2 separate regions of the Salmo salar genome follow, and region 1 is linked to region 2. A link is a contact called in public Hi-C data. All regions are on one chromosome and are shown on one strand. Each heading gives the region's core, a stretch centred on a gene start, on an enhancer-like site or on the middle of the called end of the contact. The rest is flanking DNA. Distances are from core to core; before and after follow the strand shown.

Evidence for each region. A called contact is a pair of places that touch in the nucleus more often than the background predicts.
Region 1: a contact with region 2 is called in a Hi-C map of muscle, with 2.5 times the contacts expected there. The contact joins the enhancer-like site here to the promoter of LOC106584267 in region 2. A contact is called at or near these places in 2 of 3 Hi-C or Micro-C datasets (gill and muscle).

What each region holds. Positions count from the first base shown.
Region 1 is chrssa23:22,981,839-22,988,063 of Ssal_v3.1, reverse strand. LOC106584226 (SUN domain-containing ossification factor) reads right to left here. Exons shown (of 24, transcript XM_014169282.2): 2 at 744-862. The coding sequence starts at 848. Among protein-coding and RNA genes, the nearest start is that of pigc, 41 kb to the left of the region's middle. Within about 2 kb of position 3,078, at least 2 of the 13 cell types and tissues checked have an H3K27ac peak or open chromatin away from gene starts, as enhancers often do. A contact at or near this core is called in gill and muscle, where this site is marked.
Region 2 is chrssa23:22,926,591-22,932,398 of Ssal_v3.1, reverse strand. LOC106584267 (histone H2A deubiquitinase MYSM1) reads left to right here and starts at 4,464. Exons shown (of 16, transcript XM_014169316.2): 1 at 4,464-4,564. The coding sequence starts at 4,506. It overlaps tmed5 (transmembrane p24 trafficking protein 5), which reads left to right. Exons shown (of 4, transcript XM_014169324.2): 2 at 448-545; 3 at 645-828; 4 at 1,992-4,266. The coding sequence ends at 2,210.

The sequences.
Region 1 (6,225 bases), core at 1,829-4,328, 57 kb before region 2:
CTCCCTCTCTACCTGGGCGAACTCCCACACTCCCCCCTCAACCTCCCCTCTCTACCTGGGCGAACTCCCACACTCCCCCCTCCACCTCCCCTCTCTACCTGGGCGAACTCCCACACTCCCCCCTCCACCTCCCTCTCTACCTGGGCGAACTCCCACACTCACCCCCCCACCTCCCTCTCTACCTGGGCGAACTCCCACTCCTACCAGTCTTTAGCGCGGGTGATGCTTGGCCCATTAAGACCACCCTCCCCTCTCTCTTAACTCATTGCTTTGTAGGGTAGGAAAACAAATGCTTTAGATGGCTCATGGTGCAAATAAACAATTGTTCAATTCTGGTCTAACAGCATCATAGGTCAAGTCTAGGTCCAAAAGGCTCCATAACGGCTTCTACCACCAAGCCATAAGACTGCTGAACAATTCATCAAACGGCCACCCGGACAATTAGAATGACACCCCCCCACATGTACAAATAACCCCCCCCCCGACTCAGTGCCCCCTGTATGAAGCCTCATTATTGTTATTTTATTGTGTTACTTTTTATTTTATTTAGTAAATATTTTCTTAACTCTATTAAGGGCTTGTAAGTAAGCATTTCATGGTAAGGTCTACACTGGTTGTGACCAATCAAATTTGATTTGATCATATGTTTGCTTTGTGTCTGAAAGCCCATAGACAAACAGTAAGTCTGTAGTGGTTAATTAGCCTGACGGTCTAGTCTGTCTGTGCTTCAGCCATCTCCTCACCTTGTGGTCAGTCCTGTGGTACTGCTCATGATGATGCTCTGGGAGGCTGCTTTTCGCCACTAGACACACCTGGAGCTGACGAACTGTGCTCTGAACAACACACATTACGACTGGGGTACCTGGAACACACACAGAGAGAGAGAGACGCAGTCAGAAACACACATTACGACTGTACTAACACACAAAGAGAGAGATGCAGTCAGAAACACACATTACGATTGGGGTACCTGGAACACACACAGAGAGAGAGAGATGCAGTCAGAAACACACATTACGACTGGGGTACCTGGAACACACACAGAGAGAGAGAGAGAGATGCAGTCAGAAACACACATTACGACTGGGGTACCTGGAACACACACAGAGAGAGAGACGCAGTCAGAAACACACATTAGGACCGCGGTACCAGTGGCCCAACACATGAACATGATCTCACGTTTTACAAGTGTCCTGTGTTTATAAGCCAGGTTCATCATGTTGTTACTACGCATCAGTGGACTGGACCGTCACGGGGCATCTTATCTGAGGGGTAAAGGCTGAGGTGATGTGGCGGGAGAGCAGGGAGGGTCCCCAGCGGTTTGTGTGTGTAGGGACCAATGGACATGGGGCTGCCTGAATATGTTCCCTTTTTAAAAAGTCAGCATTTAACATTTGAATGTTTGTTACATGAACACTCTCTCCCGGCCTGTTTGAAGACCCGTATGCATTTAAACAACTGGACGCTGCAATTTTCACCTCCAACCCCTGTCTCTGAAACCTGAGAGCTTCTGCTTGACCACTCAAACATCAATGTCAGGTCAGAGCTGGACACACACACACGTTAACACCCTGTCAACTGACAAGTCTATAGGGGATCACTCGAACACACACAGTATATAATATCAGTATGTAGAACATAGGTCTGTAACTTCACTCTATTTATCCTGATCTAGCCTGATGAACACATCCATGCTACATCCTCCTTGGATACAGAACACACGATGCAGCCATCTCATCCTCCAAAGCCTCCAGTCCTGCTGGGATTGCGATGAGGGCCTATTCATATAGCAGCAACATCGTGTACCTGCATACACCCAGCCCTCCCCAGACCTATCATCCATAGGTAGAGAGATGCGATGTGGCAGTGTGGGTAATGTGAGAGGCAGCCTATACCGATCCAGACCATAATATGAACCCCGCGGTGGATATAGCCACGGCTTTGAACTGTGTGTACATTCAAATGTCACATACACGAGAGAGAAAGGTAGATGTGCGACCAGGGTGTGGGGGTATACTGTAAGTAGGCAAAACAAAATGTCTTTTCACGATTTCAGTTATATCATGAACAATCGATAAATCGTTTTTCGTCTCTCAAAATGTACCAAATCAAAAGATGTCTATATCATGTGTGTGAGATCATAGGGTCTTACAGGAGGCATGTATAGGTCTAGAAAGGGCCTGTAACGGACACCTTCATCATGATTTTCGAGAAAATGGTTTGTGATACAAAATGTAAAAAGAATTTTAAAAACATTCTTCCTCGCAATTAAGTTTCGATGTGAGAATTGCTAGAAAATTCAGATACCAAAACTATTTTCCGCTGCCGCTGCCGTGGAATCGCCCAAGAGGATCTGAGAAGTATGAGTAATAAATGGCACAAATCCCACCTTGCCAATCGGGGGTTGATTTGGAATTGGGCTTTTACCACTTTATTCAAAGCCAACGACAAGTAGAGTGAAATACCACACGAGGTAACATCACCATGAGGGGGCTAGTAGTGGGTAGAAGGTCACCTTACAAACCCATTGAACTGCAGGCTCTGCCATATACCCTGCCGTAGCCTTTAGCCAGCGAATAGACTTCTACAACTAGCTACATAGGCCTATAGTTCAGGGGACGCCTCGTGACTAAACAGACTTCTGCCACGGTAAACATAGAGGTGAAGGCAGGAGTGTTTGTCACAACATGTCTGAGGAGCTCCTGGACAGGAACCACAGAGATGATTGACAGTGCTGTTTACCACTGGGTTTCTGTGTAGGGGTGTGAATGATACAGTGTTGAAAACAGTTTGAAAGGGAGGCTGACTGACCACTGAGGAGGCCAGGTGTGCATAAGAACGGAGATTACCAGCTTCTAGTCTGGTTGTGGGGACACCTGCCTACCTGTCAGCACTGCACCCCCCCATTACATCAAAACTCCTCATCGCACAGACGCATGGTAGAACTAGAAGTAAAGTTACTATATTTTGCATGCTACAGTAGTGAGAAACACTTCTGTGAATACAAAGTAGGAAGTTATGACCCAGTTAGAAACTGCCCTCCCTGTCCCCTTCTGTAACGCTGCTTGTAAAGAGAGCCGAGTGTTGACACATGAAAAAAGAGCCGAGTGTTGGCACACATTCCTACTCTTAGAGAAAGAAAAGGAAGTAACCTTTGCTTGAAGGAGCAGCTTTGGGGAGGAATGTATGTGACCTAGTTCTGTTAGTTATATAAGGAGTGGAGGGGGGGGGGGGAGCACAGGCAGGGAAAGAGTTGCAGGGGAAAGTTGCCCCTTAGACGCTGATCTAGGGTCAGTTTCGCATTTTCCCCCACTAATGGTTACGTTTAGGATTGGGGAGGGAAACATGATCCTATATCTGGTGGAATCTACACCCCTGAGCAGGGAAAGTGAGATGGGAGAGGAATGGGGGATAAGAGACAGAGAGGGGGAGCGAGAGGAGAAAAGGGATTTGTGTTCCTGTAGTCCGTCAATGTCGGTAAAGAGCCTCAGGCATTACACTGACTCAGCGCTTCTTCTAGCCTACTTCCGCCATCTCTTTTCTTCCCCCCTCTCCATCCCTCTGTTTTCTACTCTTCACAACAGGCAGATCTAAAACTTACCACATCTCATACAGACAGAGAGCTGATGGTGGAGAGAACACACACAGCAGGGTCTGAAACGACTGCAGAACTGATCTGAGACTACAGGACAGGTAATATGGTGAATGACCAGATCCCACTAGGAACCGGTGCAGTTCTTCCAGTTCAGGGCAGGGGAAGGAGAGGAGCCGGAACAGGAAGCTACTTTAGACTATTGAGATGCAATAAGAGTTTATTTGGGATTAGTGTCACATTGGGACAAAAGACAGACACATCGTTCAGAGGGTTTGGCATCATGGTTGAGTAGACTGACTCACTGCAGATAATCTGATCAGCTCGCCTCCATGCACGGAGCACGTCTGGCTAACACGTTCTCTCTCTCCCTCTGTCAGTCTCCCTCTCTTTCCGTCTGCCTAATACACACACAAAAACAGCAGTGAAGGCTATGGTTATGGCCAGCCAAATCCCCTGACATTTCCTGTTAGGTTTAGAGCCACACAAAAGGGCCAAAGGGAGAGACAGTACTACAGGACCTAGCCAACAGACTGCGCTGAAAACACAGCGACACCAAAGCCTGTGTCCACCATAACAATAGAGATAGGATGTGGAGAGGGGCTGAAGGGAGGCTAAATCGTCCTGCGTTAAGATAACAATCCATGCTTTATTTGACCTGTCCTTACCCGGACTTTCCCACCCAACACCAGCACCACATTTCTCTGACCCTGTCCAGTTAGCTCTGTTCCAGTCACGGACGGTGGTTGTCTGGACTCACCGTTTCCTTTATGAATAGTGACTAGACCTTTATTCCCAGTTCTGACTTGAATGATAAAGCTGCCAGCATGTCTGATCAAGGTATACGACCACTGCACTGACTTTCCTCCCTCTTTTGGTCTGTCTACACACACACAATCTCACTGCATGACAACGCTCACATAAGCACAGGTGTCCAAACCCAAAAGACAGATCCTTGGTAGCCAGTAACTAACCCTGTCATCACGGCAGGTGCTGCTGACGCTGATGCAAGGCAGTCCCAGTAGCCTGCTGTAGCTCGCTGCAGGTCCTGAGGGGCTGAACTAGCTGCACACTAAACACCTTCATCTGATAGCTCTTAATTAACAGTGTTAAAATGACCCACAGCTAACTATAGCATGAAACATGTCAGGACTGTACCTTTCTACTCACAGCTAACCTACTACTGATTCAACCACCCCTATTCTCATCTTATAGGGTCAGCAGAGAAAGAGAGAGTGAGCGAGAGAGAGAGAGAACAGGGACTCACCAGTTAGCAGGTAGATGGAGAAGGTGGAGAAGGTGGAGAGAAGCCAATATAACAGGGAAAATAGATAATCCATTAGCAGGCAGTGAGGCAGTTAGCAGAAAACAGTGTTGCTGTTATTTCAGGTTGTGGATGAAGTACATCATGGAGACTGAGGGTCGCTGGGTGGATGGTAACACTTTGTGGCCTGTAATGGGTTGGGTTATGATGCTGCTATAGGAGTTTTAAATGGGTTTTAAATGGATAATTGGTTTTAGCTAACAGAAGAACCAGAACAGCAGCAGAACCATTCAGCCTCCAGAGCACTTGACGTCCAGGGCTCTAAAGCACATCCATTCTGATCGCATATGCTCCCAAATGGTTTTTCTTCATGTTGCGGATTGGGAAGGTCGCATTTTTCATTGATAAACCATGTCGCGGGCTGCTCTAAAACTATTCACTGGCCATAAACCACTAGTTTAACACCTTGTTCAGTCATGTTGGTTACCTCGCTAGCCAACAACCTGGTCAATTTAACAGTAGGCTACATCCAAACATTTGGGGGCACAGAATGAGAGGAAAAGGGACAGTTTCTTCAGGAGATCGATGATCATAGCAATGAATGAATGGCAGATCTCCTGCATGTCATCATCTCAAACGTGACTTTCTTAAAAAGAGATAGTGTACAATGTTCTATGTAATGCATCTCAATCAGGCCCCCAGTGTCGGGTCTGGAGCATGAAGTCCCAAGCTCTGCTCGGCTACTACGTAGCAACCTAGCTGTGTCAAAAACCCTGGTCTGCCCTAGAAAGCATTGCATTCCGATTGTCAGAACGGCCCATTTTTATTTATTTTTTACGCCGTTTTGGATTAAACATTTTGCCATGATCAACTTCCATCCCCACTGTGAATTTTTAAAGTTCCCTACAAATGGAGATATTTAATTCAACTGTGATCCATTCTGACTGCTACGTTTGTCGTCACACAGGACCACGTGCTGATACAGACCAATCACGGGCCGGCAGGCTATCAGGAGGTTCCCGGTTGACTTCCTCAGGCAGGATGAACATCCCTACATCAACCATGAGCCGTCGCTAGTTACAGCCACTTTCACCATGATCCTTAGCAATATTTTGGCGCGCTTCAAATTCTTCCGGCCTCCTGCACCATTGTGAGTTTTCCATAGGAATGTGTGGATGACGTCAGCTCTATCACTACCTACTGGTTTTAATGTCTATGATATCAATAGGGAAATAGTGCTTTTACATAATGTAGAAACTTAATTTTCCAGAAATGACTCATTATATTTGAATGACAGTCATTTGTATCAACATTTTAGCTTTTTAATAATAAATAAATGTATTTATAGGGTTACACACTTGTTTCTAGG
Region 2 (5,808 bases), core at 3,215-5,714:
CTTAAAAATGTTGATTCAAGTTAAACCATACATCTCTATGCACAAGGACTAGTTAACAATTTCCACAGAAAATGTTACAAGAACATATTTACTTGAAGAACAATGCAGATGCAAAGTTTGTTAACAGAATGACTGTTTGTGCCATTTGTTCCTTCATTCTGTTACCAAACTTTGCATTGTTCTTCAAGTAAATATGTTTTTGTAAAATGTACAGTGGAAACTGTTATAACTAGTCCTTGTGCATAGTGATAAGGTTTGTTTTAACTCTGGGCATTTTTACATCACTCTGTTACCGTGAAATTGCCCTGAACTAATGATGAAACTGTAGAGAAAGCGACACCAGGAAGGAACTTATTCTGATACTTTTCAGCAGCGGCTCTCTGACATGTCTCTACTCACTCGTCTCTCCTCTCACCCATCTTACTTGTCTCCTCTGTGTGTCCTCAGGTGTTGGATGGAGCAGGTCTGGACGTTGACTTCAGCCTGTCCTCTCCTACTGGACACGTTCTGTACAGTGACCACCGCAAGTCAGACGGAGTACACACGTAAGACACAAACACGCACACCACCACGCAAGTGTGTAATACACACTCACATGGAGGACACACTCTCTCGCTTACACTCTCCCGGTGTGTTTCCTTTAGTGTAGAGACAGAGGACGGAGACTACATGTTTTGTTTTGACAACTCGTTCTCGGCAGTGTCGGAAAAGATCATTTTCTTCGAGCTGATCATGGACAACATGGAACAGGAAGGGGAGGAGCCAGAGGACTGGAAGGAGTACATCCATGGGACTGACATGTTGGACATGAAGCTGGAGGACATCATGGTGAGGGGCCGTGCTTACACTACACCAAGGCACTTATAGGCTATATACCTTATGGGCCTTGATCAGCCGTAGGTCACTATATAGGGGTTCGGGCGCCATTTCGGACACTCCCCTAGAAGACATGGTTAGGAAACATGCATTGCTTTTATATGGAACAGGACACATGTAAGAGTTCATCTGTAGCACGTCATGCGAGGGGTTGCGATTTCACACACATTTCATAATTCACACGTTCTTCGTTTTTTGAATGTGATACTGGATAATCAAAAAAGAATCCCTGTGTAAATTAGATTAGTAATGGTAGAGTGGTGTATTGTAGGGCTGGGACGTTAGTATCGTGGCAAGGAAACAAAGCACCAAGCAGATTTAACTTATTTAGGAAAACAGCCCTAATGTTGGAAACAAACATTATGTTGTCATCCAGAGTCACATGTATTTATTTTCCAAGCTATATCACACTAACAGCAGGTTTTTAAAGGACCAAAGAGTTTAGTCTGCTTCAGGTTTTCATTTTTGCCATGGTAATAATGTGATACTGGTATCGTTCCGGTCCTAGTGTATTTTGTGTGACAAGGCAGGCAGAAGCTGTCTCGTCTTGAGGCCTGCTGTCTGTTGACATTGGTGTTTTGTCTGTCTTTCTGAAGTAGAGATTGCTGGCATTACAACACGTCAGCTCACATAGCACACAACCACACAGGTGGTGTCACTTTGACACAGCACGCACACTGCCAATACAACGGCACAAGGTCAGAGAGGCCGAGCACCACAGCCATCAATGTCACAACAATAACCACACACGCTCCTGAAAGCAGAATGATTTGATCTTTATACCAGACCCCAACCCCTTGTATCAGGACACAGGCGTCAGTTGGTCAGGGACAGGAAGTGTAAAGTACAACTATGGAGGAAGTCGTGTTTGTCCTTTTGAGGACTCACCGACATGGCGGCTTTGTTAACATGCACCCACCCCTTCCCCCATCCTGTTACCTTGTCTCCAGGGACCTCTCCAGTAGGGAATATCACTGCATCAGTCAACATACATCATCTCTATTCTCCTGAAGTCTGGTCTACTCTGTATTGTTGGATTCTAGTTCCAAGATGCTTCTATGACTAATCAGAATAACCCAAACCACTACCAACCTCTTTGTCCCTCTGCTCTCCAGGACACCATCAACAGTGTTAAAGCCCGGCTGGGGAAGAGCCTTCAGATACAGACGCTGCTCAGAGCCTTCGAAGCCCGCGACCGCAACATACAAGAGTCCAACTACAACCGGGTCAACATGTGGTCCATGACCAACATGCTGGTGATGGTGCTGGTGACGGGGGTGCAGGTCTACCTCATCCGCTCGCTGTTCGACGACAAGAGACACACGCGCACGTAACAACCCGCCCACTGGGAGGGGTCAGGGAGGGACGGGCAGCTCTGTCTGGATCAGCCAGCCAATAGGGGAGTGGGGACTGGTGGTGAAGATGTGACCGTAACTCATAGGTACAACATGCACTCACATACATCACACAACCTTAGACACATACCTACCCGTCCAGTCTCATCTGCTCTGTCTATCTAAAACTCCGTGGAGGGTGAGACACCAGCCAGACCTTCAGAGTCATTGGCTTTTAAAAGCGAGCATAACGAACAAGTGTTTACCATTAATATGGTAATGTCACCTCTCAACTTTGTCTTCCAGACACTGAGGTGAGACTGTCCTGTCCGTGTCACATCTTTCAGTCTTCCAGTATATGATCTGTTAGTCATGTTGCCAAGCCTTTTACTGGAGTAGGTTATTGATATACCTTTAGAGATTCTGATTTAGCAGTCTGTGCCATACTACCAAAACTTTGCCTTCCAAACCGTGGCTGAAGTGGACAGCATGTGCACGCACACACACCCCTTTCACTCTCTTTCAGATACACTCACAATCTCTTACCCACACACTCACACATTTCTTCATAGAAACATCTGCTGCCTGCCAGTGCCAGCCCTCCTTTCTCTGGCTGGCCTTTCGGCTGCTTGGTGAGTAGAGGAGAGTAGAGGAGAGTAGAGTAGGGGAAAGGGAATAGTTTCTTCCGTAACCCTCCCACTCCCTCCTCCACCTGACATCCTCCTATAACTCATGTCCTGATGGTCTAATGTCAGACTTAGTGCCAACAGGCGAGTCTGGTTTCAGTCATACAGGCTGATGAGATGAGAATGACCGCATTCTATTTCTAACAACCACACCCTGCACCTCATTGGGGCAGAGAAGGTTACAGGAGAAGGGTTGCTTGGGACTGAATGCAGTTGGGAGATCTACTAATTGACTTATTTGGCTTTATTTTGTAGGTTGTCCAATAGTGTATATGACAGAGCTACAAACTTACACACTTGTGGTTGATACACTGATATGTGCCAAGATTTTGGAGCAGCCAAACAAGTTGTCTGATTGCTCTGTAAACGCTCCCTATATTACAGAAATGTTCCTATAAATACTCACTGTGCTGCTGTGTTGAGTGACACCCCATCTAGTGGCTGGACAGTGAACTGCTCACATGACTATCTCACCTTTAGGACTGGCTTTTCCATTTTTTAAATTTATTTAACCTTTTATTTATCTAGGCAAGTCAGTTAAGAACATTCTTATTTACCATGATGGCCTACTTCGGCCAAATCCAGACGATGCTGGGCCAATTTTGCACCACCCTATGGGACTCCCAATCATGTTCGGATGTGATACAGCCTGGATTCAAACCAGGTACTATAGTGAAGTCTCTTACACTGAGATGCAGTGCCTTAGACCGCTGCGCCACTCGGGAGCCCGGCTTTCAACCTATCCCTGCTTTGAAATATGAAATGTTACAGTGATGCAGTATCCACTCTCTTTTACAATGAAAGAATAACAACATAAAATAAGTGATGTTTGAGGGGTCTTGCACTGTGCTATTATGAGCCCCCTCTCAGTTACAGCTACTCAAACCATTGGGCGAGTTAGTTTTGAATAGCATGGTGCCCTGGATGGACAGAGTTTATGTATTTTAGACCATTTCATTAGTCCTTAAGTATAATCTCCACCTACACCGGGCCATGCCAAAATAACTCGCCCATTGTAATGGGTTGTATTGCCACTGCCTCTCTCTACCCACCATTTTGTGTCATTTGTATTTTAGCTGATGCTCAAACAAGCATCACATTGGGTGATTTTAAAAAGTAAAATTAAGAATGTTTTTCATCCACAGAATTTCACTGTTTCTGTTCCAATGTTTTTGTTCCTTTCTAAACAAGACAATATTATCTTTTGAAGAACAGACTCAACTCTTACCCTAGAGATAAGTTGTTTAGGATAAGGTGTTTTATTTTACTCATCTGATGGAACAAGGAGAGGAGAAAATATTCTGGGATATTTATCAGAATAATGTTCTGTAGATGTAAATGTGTAAATTAAACAATCCTGCTTTTCTGAACATGTCACGTTGTTTCCTTTGACTTCAAATGGGTGGTAGGTTGATGAGAAACTTTAGACAGATCCAGCACTTGTCATACAATATTTAATTTATCAGTGGTACTGAAGAGATGACGAAAGCAAAACATTGTTTAAAAGTGACTACATCACACTCACCACTTGGTGTCGCTGTCGAGGAATCATGTCGGTATTGTGAATGAGTTCGCTCTTGCCCCCTTGTTTGAAATTTGGCTAGCCAACATGGCGGACGAGCTGGATGTCGTTGATATCGAAGGAGACGAATATGATCCTGATTTAGGGTAAGAGCGTTTTTCTCTGATGGGCTAAAATTAATATACAGTTTAGATATTTGGGCGATTGAATGAATCAGAGCCATTTAAATAACCCATTTGAAACTCAATAGCAATGGCTAGCACGGTAGACTAGTTAGACGTAGCTAGCTAACGTTAGCTAGCTGATTTCGACAACAGGGTTGTTCAGCTTTTTCAGACGGTTATTCGAGCTATACTGAATAAAAATAAACGCAATGTAGGTCCCATGTATTTTGAGATAAAATAAAATATATTATGTTCCATACGCACAACCCATGCTTACCCCATTCACAGCAACAAAAAACATGTTTTCAAATACAATTGTCTGCTTGTATTAGTCAATTACATAACTACATTTTAAGAAAAGTACATGTCTAAAAGATTACTTTTCAACATTGCCTGCTCCTGAGAGTTCTCACTTCTTACAAAAAAAAACGTAATATCAAAGATTTTTAAAACTAACCCAAGATTGAAGGAGCTAGTGAGATCCTATTGGCGCGTTCTAGTATTGATTTGCATATTTCCATTAGGGAACGCCTACTCTGAAGTGCGCTTGTGTAATAACTCAATAAGCAGCCCGTGAACTCCTAAACAATGCAGTTTTTAAAACTTTGATAAAGGGTAAATTCTAGAAAACGTAGTTAACTCTGTCAGTTACATATTCTAGTTTTCGGAAACAGAAAACCATATGGAGATCAAATGTTTAACCGATTACAAAAGTTGCCAAATCCCTCTAGCTCGATCTTCTCCCACTGTCGGACACTGGGCTTCCTCTAATCCCCATATTTGGTAGTAAGTGGAAACGCCAATTTGAAGTTTCACATTTACATCCAGTGAAATAAGTATCATTGTTCTGTCTGTGGTAATATTGTAGGGCTTCCCTCGTGCCCCTTTTCATGACAGTGTTAGTAGCCCCGTGAGTGCTAGGTAGATACCGACCAACAACACAAACAGACTGAATAGCTACAAGTAGTAGTGGCGTTATACTAAACAAATTAAAGGGGAACTGCACCTGCTGATTTGGCCTCATTTTTGGGCTTGCTCCTCAACAAATGCTGGCGGCCATGACAGAATCCAAATGTGAGTTGGTTCTTTCAGAACCCTGCCCTTTCCGCCACTCAATCACAACAAACTAACCTCCTGCAGGTTGAGTTCAATAACTACAGGCAGCTAGATGTATGGTTAGTTGAGTAACACTCAACTCCTGGTCGCAGGATTTGCTAGTAACAACA